2 separate regions of the Bicyclus anynana genome follow, and region 1 is linked to region 2. Evidence: chromatin contacts called from public Hi-C data. All regions are on one chromosome and are shown on one strand. The core of a region is the stretch at or near the end of the contact, and the rest is flanking DNA. Distances in the headings are between cores, read along the strand shown. Region 1 holds the start of LOC112054426. Region 2 has its middle 9.3 kb from the start of LOC112054430.

The links. A called contact is a pair of places that touch in the nucleus more often than the background predicts.
Region 1: a Hi-C map of whole body shows a contact between it and region 2, with 5 times the contacts expected there. The contact joins the promoter of LOC112054426 here to the enhancer-like site in region 2. A contact is called at or near these places in 2 of 2 Hi-C or Micro-C datasets (whole body and whole larva).

What each region holds. Positions count from the first base shown.
Region 1 is chr26:8,934,829-8,939,337 of ilBicAnyn1.1, forward strand. It overlaps LOC112054426, which reads right to left and starts at 1,354. Exons shown (of 3, transcript XM_024094211.2): 1 at 813-1,354. The coding sequence starts at 1,245. LOC112054433 (a long non-coding RNA gene) reads left to right here and starts at 1,829. Exons shown (of 5, transcript XR_008252196.1): 1 at 1,829-2,284; 2 at 3,018-3,128; 3 at 3,321-3,413; 4 at 3,893-3,966; 5 at 4,169-4,509.
Region 2 is chr26:8,898,796-8,903,320 of ilBicAnyn1.1, forward strand. No RefSeq gene overlaps it. Among protein-coding and RNA genes, the nearest start is that of LOC112054430, 9.3 kb to the left of the region's middle. Within about 2 kb of position 1,721, at least 8 of the 8 cell types and tissues checked have open chromatin away from gene starts, as enhancers often do.

The sequences.
Region 1 (4,509 bases), core at 104-2,603, 36 kb after region 2:
TGCCGGGTCAACTAGGTAGTTTTTTTTTTATGTATTTATACATTTACTAGCGGACGCGAGCGACTTCGTCCACGTGAAACTCGATGTAAACTTTCAACTACCTCTACCCTACCCCTACAAAAAAAAAGTATCGTATGTCCTTCTCCTGGCTCTAAACTACCTCCCTGCCAATTTTCAGCTTAATCGGTTCAGCCGTTCTTGAGTTATAAGTGGAGTAACTAACACGACTTTCTTTTATATAGGTATATAGTGACTATAAATTGAGATGTAAGCTATCCTATCTTTCAAGTTGGATTAAAATGCACACGAAATGCAAATCAAATTTAAAATCGGTTTAGTAGTTGGGAGTCCATCGCGGACAAACACGTGACACGAAATTTTTATATATATATAAAGATATAAAAATGAATTGCTGTTCGTTAGTCTCGCTAAAACTCGAGAACGGCTGAACGGATTTATCTCATCTTGGTCTTGAAATGTTCGTGGAGGTATAGGGAAGGTTTAAAAGGTGAGAAAAATTAGAACAATAGCTGGGAAAACCATAAAATCAACCCTTTTTTATTTCCTATACAAACGTTTAAGAGTCAAGCGGTAGGGGTAGGGTAGGGGTAGGGGTAGGGGTATGGGGTAGGGTAGGGGTAGGTTAGGGGTAGGGTAGGGATAGAGAATAAGTGCACTTATGTCAAAACGAAGCTTGACCGGGTCCGCTAGTATATATATAAAGATGATCGTGTATTAATATATATTCATGTTTATATTACGATAACTGTCAGAAAGTAAAACAAATATAAATAACAGGTAATTTAACTTACCTTTAACGTTATTTTCGTCTTCAGTTCCGGTATCATCCGAATCGCCTTCGTTTTTTACCGCGCTTTTATTTGTAGTATTCGTAACCAGCTGAGAGAACAAGGGATGTGCTCTATCCAAGTGTCTCTTCAAATTGGTAGTCGTGGATTTGTAAGAAAACATGCGTTTGCAATAATTGCATTCGGCCAAATAATCACAGCCCGTGTCATAGAAGTGGTTCCACATAACCGATTTATTTACTCTGTTTCGACGTTCCCCAGTTTTATTTGAAGTATCTCTCAAACATTCCGGATGGTGTTTCACCAAATGTACTTTCAAGTCAGCATTGGTTTCGAAATCTACCTTTTCATCGCATATCAGGCATTGCACTCTTCTACCGTTTGTGGTCAATTCGATTGAGTCTCTCTTATACCAATCCCATACAGCACTCGACATTATTGTATGAAAGTATAAATAACTGTTCTGTATTAGTATTAATAACGCGAGGTTACTATACCTGCTCTGAGTGTCACACCGCACAACGCAACACAATATGGCGGTCAGCCATAGACAAACATAGAGGTAATTATTCTTTTATCTCGTGCGGTGGCCGCGATGGGTTCTAATTTATTAGAGTCCAAAAAAAAATATTTTGAAAGTTGTACCAAAAAGTTTAATTGAAAATTAAATTAAATTCCTCACCATATTCCTGAAAAAGTTAAGCTTAAATAGTTTTCTTGCGTATGCATAGATGGCAAAAAGTACTTGTGGTGTACCTAAAATCCAGGAAAAAAGTATTAATTTCTGTGACAGTAGCTAGAACTCAAGGGCATAGAGAGCGGTGGTAATTCAATCTCAGACTAATTATAGAAGGACCTGTTGTGCACTCATAGTCATAGTCACTAACCAAATTGTCTGTCATTTTCTGAGGAAAACGAGCTTAGATTTGGTATATATCTTATACTAAACTTGAAGTTTTTGCTCGTTTTTACATAATTCAATTACACAAAAAAATAATAATAATAAATAAATATACTTAAACAATACACATCACTATCTAGCCCCAAAGTAAGCATACAGAGAAGCTTGTGTAATGGGTACCAAGACAGTTGATATTATAATATTCATATAATATAATTACACAAAAAGGTATTTTTACGGAGCTCTTTAACCGACGAACACGATTACAACTATTTAACATCGATTCTATAGAGACAGTTTTTATAATCGCATTAGATCGTTGATCATATACTTTGACAGAAAAGTAACGTCTAGCGAGGCAGGTCCTATAGAATAATTGGTCTGAGTAATTCAATGTACTCTATGGGTAGATTCTGTAAAAAAAAAAATATGAGCACTTGATCAATATTTTGACGTTTGTTTGGTTGTGTGCATGTGGTCTGTGACAAAAGCAGTAAATATAATATGTTCCTTGGACAAAAGTCAAATGAAGATCAACGGGAACCACGCGGCATCAGCTATTAACTCGTATTTGGTAAGATTTATTGCGGTGTTTTTTTTGCTATAATCATGTGTAAAAAGATATAGTTAACAATACACACTGTTGAGTATTAGTATCATACCAACCCATCTTTATGTATCTGACAAGTAAAAGAATCCAGTCCGGGGCATGCACCTCCAACTTTTCAGTTGTGAGCATTTTAAGAAATGAAATATCACATCAACATCACAAACATCATGAGGAAACCTGCATACCAGAGAATTTTCTTAAATCTCTGTGTGTGTGAAGTCTGTCAATCCACGTTGGGCCAGTGTGGTGGACTATTGACCTAACCCCTTTCTTTCTGAGAGGAGACTCGAGCTCGGCAGTGAGCCGAATATGGGTTGAAAATGATGAAGATACAATCATTACATTATACAATATTAATTTTATTCTGAAAATTAATATATTAGCAGCAAAATCTGTAAAATGAAAATAAGTATCCAAAGCTGCTTTGGATACTCGTTCTAATATAAAACTTGCTGCACTTCTAGAGAGGGCAAGGTATTTAAGCAAGTTACAGAGAGATTTTGCTGGTAATCCTCTCGCACCCACTTCTACGGCGTACAGACTAACTACATAGCCATGTTTAGTTAGTTCATAATATTTATTCACTTTTAAACTGTGATCCTTCGGAATGTTAGTCTCCCACGGCACAGTAAACCAAACCCCCTTTATCTCTTTATGATATGTATTAGTAAAGATAACAATATTTAATATTTTTTAGTAACAGAGCTGTACGAGATCTCCAGCTGAGAGAAGAGAGAGCTGTTCTCGCAGAGAGAGAGAAACAGCTCCAAACTTCAGTTCCTGCGGAACCAGAGGGAGGTGCAGTGCTGTGAGTGATATTATTTTTCTTTTTCTCGAGGGACCACTTACTGGTCTCAGCTTTTTTTGTTATGGCCAAGTCAGTCAGTCAGTTGGCTTGACTAGCGCAAGAATATTTATGGTGGCAAGAGCCCAGTTTATTACATTACTTTTTCCAGTTATTAAACTGTGATGAATGTCATAAAATGTTATATTTTTTCAGTGAAGCATTGCAACCCACCACCCCGGTGGGGCATAAACATCCCGGATCAGACCAATTGCTCCTGGGAGCCCGGGCTGTTAAAAGGCCAAAAAGGTATTCCATCTGTCAATTACTAATTCTGTAGTCACTTTTTATGCCTATCAATAAACATTATGACTAATTTTCACTTTTTACCTGACTGCAAGAAGGGTTATGTTTTTCGCGCGTATCTTGTATGTATGTATGTATGTAATATTCTTTATTACCTCATATCTTCCAAACCACTGAACGGATTTACGTAATTAGGATATCGTTAAATTTGTCCCAATAACCCAAGTGTTCTTAGATAGATGAAACTAAAAAAAAATAACAAGATGACTGTGAGACGCTATAGACTCAACGTGAATTTTTTTTTTTCTAATACTGCAATATGGGTATCAAATTCAAGAGCTTTTTGTGAGGATTCTAAAATGGATGTTTAAAAAAATAGTCCAGACTGTTTTCTAACTGCTTTCTACACTTCTGGACTGAGCTTGTTTTTTTTATAGTCAGGTTTTTTATTTGTTTAATTAATTTATTTATTATCATGGAAGGACATCTATAGACCGGGAGCAGTGGCCTGAACCAACCCCCTCCACTTACGCAGCTGCTGATGCAATACAAGCAGGTACTTTTTTTTTATTGAAAGAATATTTAGATTTAGATAGGAGTGGTTATGAGAACCATCTCTCTGTGTTGAGTTTAGCCTATGTACCTGACTGACCTGTTGAGGCTCAAGTTGTGAAAAACTATCATACCATTTTGTGTTTTGAAGTCTTAAAATAAACATACCCACAAAATAATGTTATCTCTATTGTGTTTTGTTACAGATCTTTGGGTATCCAGCCCTGAGGCGAGTCCGGGGCCATCTACGGTGGTGATGAGCCCATTAACGACTGGGTCTTGGACTCCGAAGAGGAATGGGATGATGGCCCAGAATGTTTTTTTTAATTATTTTTCTATTTTATTACTAGTTTTTCTTGGGGGTTTTTGTTTTTTAAAGTATTTTATTATTTATTATTTAGTTTTCTCAACATTTCTCTTCACTGCTCTGCTCCTATTGATCGTAGCGTAATGAAAAGTATACTATAACCTGCCCAGGAGTATGACGAATAATTGTACCAAGTTTCGTTAAAATCCGTCCAGTAGTTTTTGTTTCTATAAAGAACAT
Region 2 (4,525 bases), core at 471-2,970:
GATTATTACAAATGGTTTGCAAAATGGCAGGATAACATTAACTTCGTTACGATAAAACTTTTTAGCGTTTCTTTAAAAATAATATTTTGGAGAGATTTGGAGTGATTCATTAATTACTACATCATATTCCTATAATTATTAACATCGGTATACATTAAAGTATTGCTAGGGTTTGCGGATTAGAATTTGGATTGTGGGTGAAAGTCATCAGACGATAGCTTTAAACCACTCTTTAATAGGAGATTCAAATACATACTTCTAAAACATAAGTCTGCTTCAAAGTCTAAAATGATAGCCAATTGGGCCAGCGTGGTGGACTATTCGCCTAACCCCTCTCATTCTGAGAGGAGACTCGAGCTCAGTATTGAGCCGAATATGGATTCATAATGATTCTTGCTTGTTGAATAATCTTCTTGCTAAAAGCAATTGTAATCTTTAAGAAACTAGTAGTAAGGTTCATCTTTAAGAAACTAGTTGTACCTTAAAAATAATTCAAAGAAATCGATAACAACGAAGTACCTACGTAGTTTGCAAACATAAACTTTATAATACGATGTTTTGCAAATGTAAACCTTAAACTCTTGCGACTTAGTTATTTTATAAAAAATCGCGTTCAATTGTGTATGAAAATCTAAATAATTAAAAATTACTGTGCTTTAGACCACACGACTGATGTAAAACGTCTTTAGTTCTCACTCTCAATATCCGTCCGGCTCGCCCGATTACACTTTTCTAAACGCGTTAACAAACACTCTTCCGAAGTATCAGTAGCAGATTTAAAGAGCAAAGCACTATTATTGAATGGGAACCTAAACAATAATCTAACAATAATAGAACTCCCAGATTTCATTCTCATATTATCTCAGACGTTTCTAATGACACCCATACGTTGAAATTCGTCAAATGGCTTTGTATTGGAAATTGATATCTATACCATGAAAAGCATAATCTTCTTTAAGAACTTGGTATAAAAAGAATACATTGTAGAAAATAGTAGTCTGAGATGGATATAATGTCGCTTTATCTCGTGTTGGCTCGTGCTGACGCTAGGTGGCGTGACTTGTTTCTGTAAAGAGTAGGGAGTTAGAGAGGGGTAGCGTTCAGTTGGTTGGAACGACTTGCTATTTAACGCGCTCGTCGTACGGTCGGCTTCAGTATATGCACGTGGCGTTCGAGCCGTCAACATTTCTTGTCGTTTAATTCTTATTAGGTTACTATGGATAGGCGGGGAGAGTGGCTTGAGTGAAAAAGGGGAGTGTTTGTAACTGTCAAAGGAACTTTAACCCACACACAACGTTCACAAGTGCGTGATTCCACTCAAGGTCATATTCTGCCATTCTAGAGTCTTATTTTTGTTACAGTTTGATTTGTTAATTAAGTTGTCCTGACAAATAAACGTTGTTCAACATTGGTTTTCTTGTATTTTAAATCCACCTATGAAGCCTTCTGCTGAAAATATTTATTTAAATATAATTTGTGTCGGCACGCGAATAGCTTGCTTTAAATCCCCACTGCGCATTCAACTCGCGCAGCCGCCATTACGGTATATATACCACAAGCGCCACCGACGTCACGTAGTCAAGATCGAGAGGCGAAGGTGCGAATAATGGAAAGGTGGCGTCCATGTTTAGTTCAAATAATCGATTATCACCGGAGCTAGCAGTGCGAGCGACGTCGTAACGTGAAAGTGAAGTTGAAGTGTTTCGACGTGTCATCCGTAGATCGACAGCGGTTCGAGGCCGGACAGTGCAGTTCGAGGAACGGCGACCATCTTGTGCAAGCTACCGAGTCACGCGACGCGCAACCGAGACGTGAGTCGAGTGAAGTAACTGAAGTAGAATATTATCTGTTGCGATGAACCAGTGGCAAGCGCAGCTCCGAGGGCGAAGGCGCGCGACCCGCGGGCCCGCGCCGCCGCAGGGGCGCGCGCAGCGCTTCGCCGGCAGCAAGTGGGGCGCAGCGCCCGCCGCGGCCGCGCTGCCGCCGCCGCCCACGCACTGGTGGCGCGAGGGCCGCTGCCGCCCGGAGCCCGACCGCGCGCTGCCGCTGAAGCTGCTGCTCAACGTGTCGGCGTAGGCCGTCGGCTCGGCGCCGCCTCTCTCGTGCTAAGTTTTTTATTTCGTAACGCGATGCGCAAGAGCGGCGGGCGCGGACGCTCGGCTGCGGCGTGGACTAAATTCCGGCGTTAGGTATTATTTTGTGAAAATTTTAGTAGTTAAGTGTCTGGCGCACCGCGAGCGCCGCGCCGCTCGGGCCTTTCCCCTCAAAATACGAGAAAAACACAAAAAAAATATCGGGGCGGGCTCGTGCGGCGCGGCGGTCGGGGCGCGCGCCCGGCGTCTCGTCTGCCGCCTCCGCCTCGCGCGTCGACGGCCGACGGCGCTCCTGTGATTTTTATTAGGGCTCCCGCGCGCGTCCGCGCCGCCAGCGTCCCGAGCTGCCGCCGAGGACGCGCGCGCGGCCCGCGCCGACCGCGACGGCGAGGCGAGCGTTCATTTTGTTTTGTAAATGAAGCGTTATGTTATGTTGGAGGCGACGGCGAGGCTCGGCCCCCTAGTCGTATCGTTTTATTTAAATCGAGACCAATGTATTTTTATTTGTGCGAGCGGCGAGCGCGGCGCCATCTTGAGCTGACCGAGGGGCGCGCGCTCGGCGCTCCGCTAGTTGTAGATTTTAAAATTGAACGATACTTGCGGCCCAGCGCCGCTAACTGTTGACATCGGATGATATATGTATAGAGTATATTGATCTCGCGCTGCGGGCGGCTCTCTGCCGCACTCGTAGGAGCTTCTGTGATGTACAAAATGAAACGAGAATATTTGGAATTTTACAAGTTTTTTATAATATTAGTTTGTAAAGTATACTTTTAAGTGAAGATGGTGACGCGTCAGTTGTCTGGCGCGCCGGTTCGCTCGCAGCCCCCCCCCTGTCCTCCCCTGTCCCCACTCCTGTCCTCCCCCCTCGTCCTCCACCACTGGGCTCCCTCAGCCCTTCTCGTCCCACCATAGACGTCCACCACTGAAGTGGTTTTCTATTTTGTACAACCAGTCCCCTAATACTGCAAAATCAGAGGTCTTCAACTTTCTTACAACAGAAAAAACTGCGCACTAAAAATGTTGACTCCTAATTTTACATTATTGGGGATTAACTAAAGACAGAGTATCAAATTGTACAATCTACTTATTTGATTTGTTAGTAAAATAAAATATTACATTCAGTTGTATGATTTAAAAAAATGAAATCAAATTTATGCAAGTTTTACCGTGAAAGCTCAAAAATATCCTGCGATGAGCTGAAAATGTAAAAAATAAAAATCCATCCTATCGATATTCAATATTGAAAACTATTTGGTTAGATTTGTCATTTTAAAGGCTGATGTTTACTTTTAAAAACCGAGCAACACTCTGGTTAAGTTTTAGTGATGTCTACCAGAAATTCTTATCAAATACTTATCAATTTTGGATGAATTATACATTTGTAACAGAAAGGTACTTTTGAGTTTTCAGAAGCTTGTATTTTTATTGTAAATTTTACATATTAATTAAATTGATAAACGTTTTTTATTTGTATAACCTCTAGCAATGGTCACAGATTACAAACGAATATATTATTGTAAAATTATCAAAATGTTACACAGTACTAATTTGGCTAAATTTCTTTTTAAACATTTTTTTTTAAATATGTATGTAATATTGAACTAAGTATGTATGTAGTTGTCAAAAAAGGTATATTGTAGAATTACATTTTGTTACAATATTTTGAAATATGTGTCTAAATTAAATTCTATTCAATTTATTTGCAGTTGTATAGTTAGGTACATTAGCTGGTATACAATAAATGTTGAGATTACTGGATTACCAAGTAAATTATATCTGGTAATCCAGTAATCTTGCTAAAGTACATTAAATTAAGTTAGTACTGTGAACATATTTGATGTTGCATTTCGCACATTTTGGAACACAAGTAGTACGTTTGAGTATTCCAAAACTTGTTTTAGTAATTTTTACATGTTTATTTTCCAAATATTTTTTTTATGTAAAGGTCAGATAAATGTTATTAATTTATGAAGTAATTAACTATATATTTCTGAACAATGCCTAATTGTTGACCTTTCACATTTGTTAACTAACATGGTTATGTTGCAAGCAAAATACTCTACACCACAAATGGTAAATGTCTACTAAATCTGGTAAAAGTGTACCACTTTTAGTAAAAGAGTACCACATCTGCCAGAAGTGTACCACATCTGACAAAAGTGTACCACATCTGATAAAAGTGTACCACATCTGCCAGAAGTGTACCACATCTGGCCGAAGTGTACCACATCTGTTAGAAGTGTACCACATCTGTCAGAAGTGTACCACATCTGTCAGAAGTGTACCACATCTGGCAGAAGTGTACCACATCTGGCAGAAGTGTACCACATCTGGCAGAAGTGTACCACATCTGGCAGAAGTGTACCACATCTGGCAGAAGTGTACCACATCTGGCCGAGTGTACTACATCTGGTAGAAGTGTACCACAT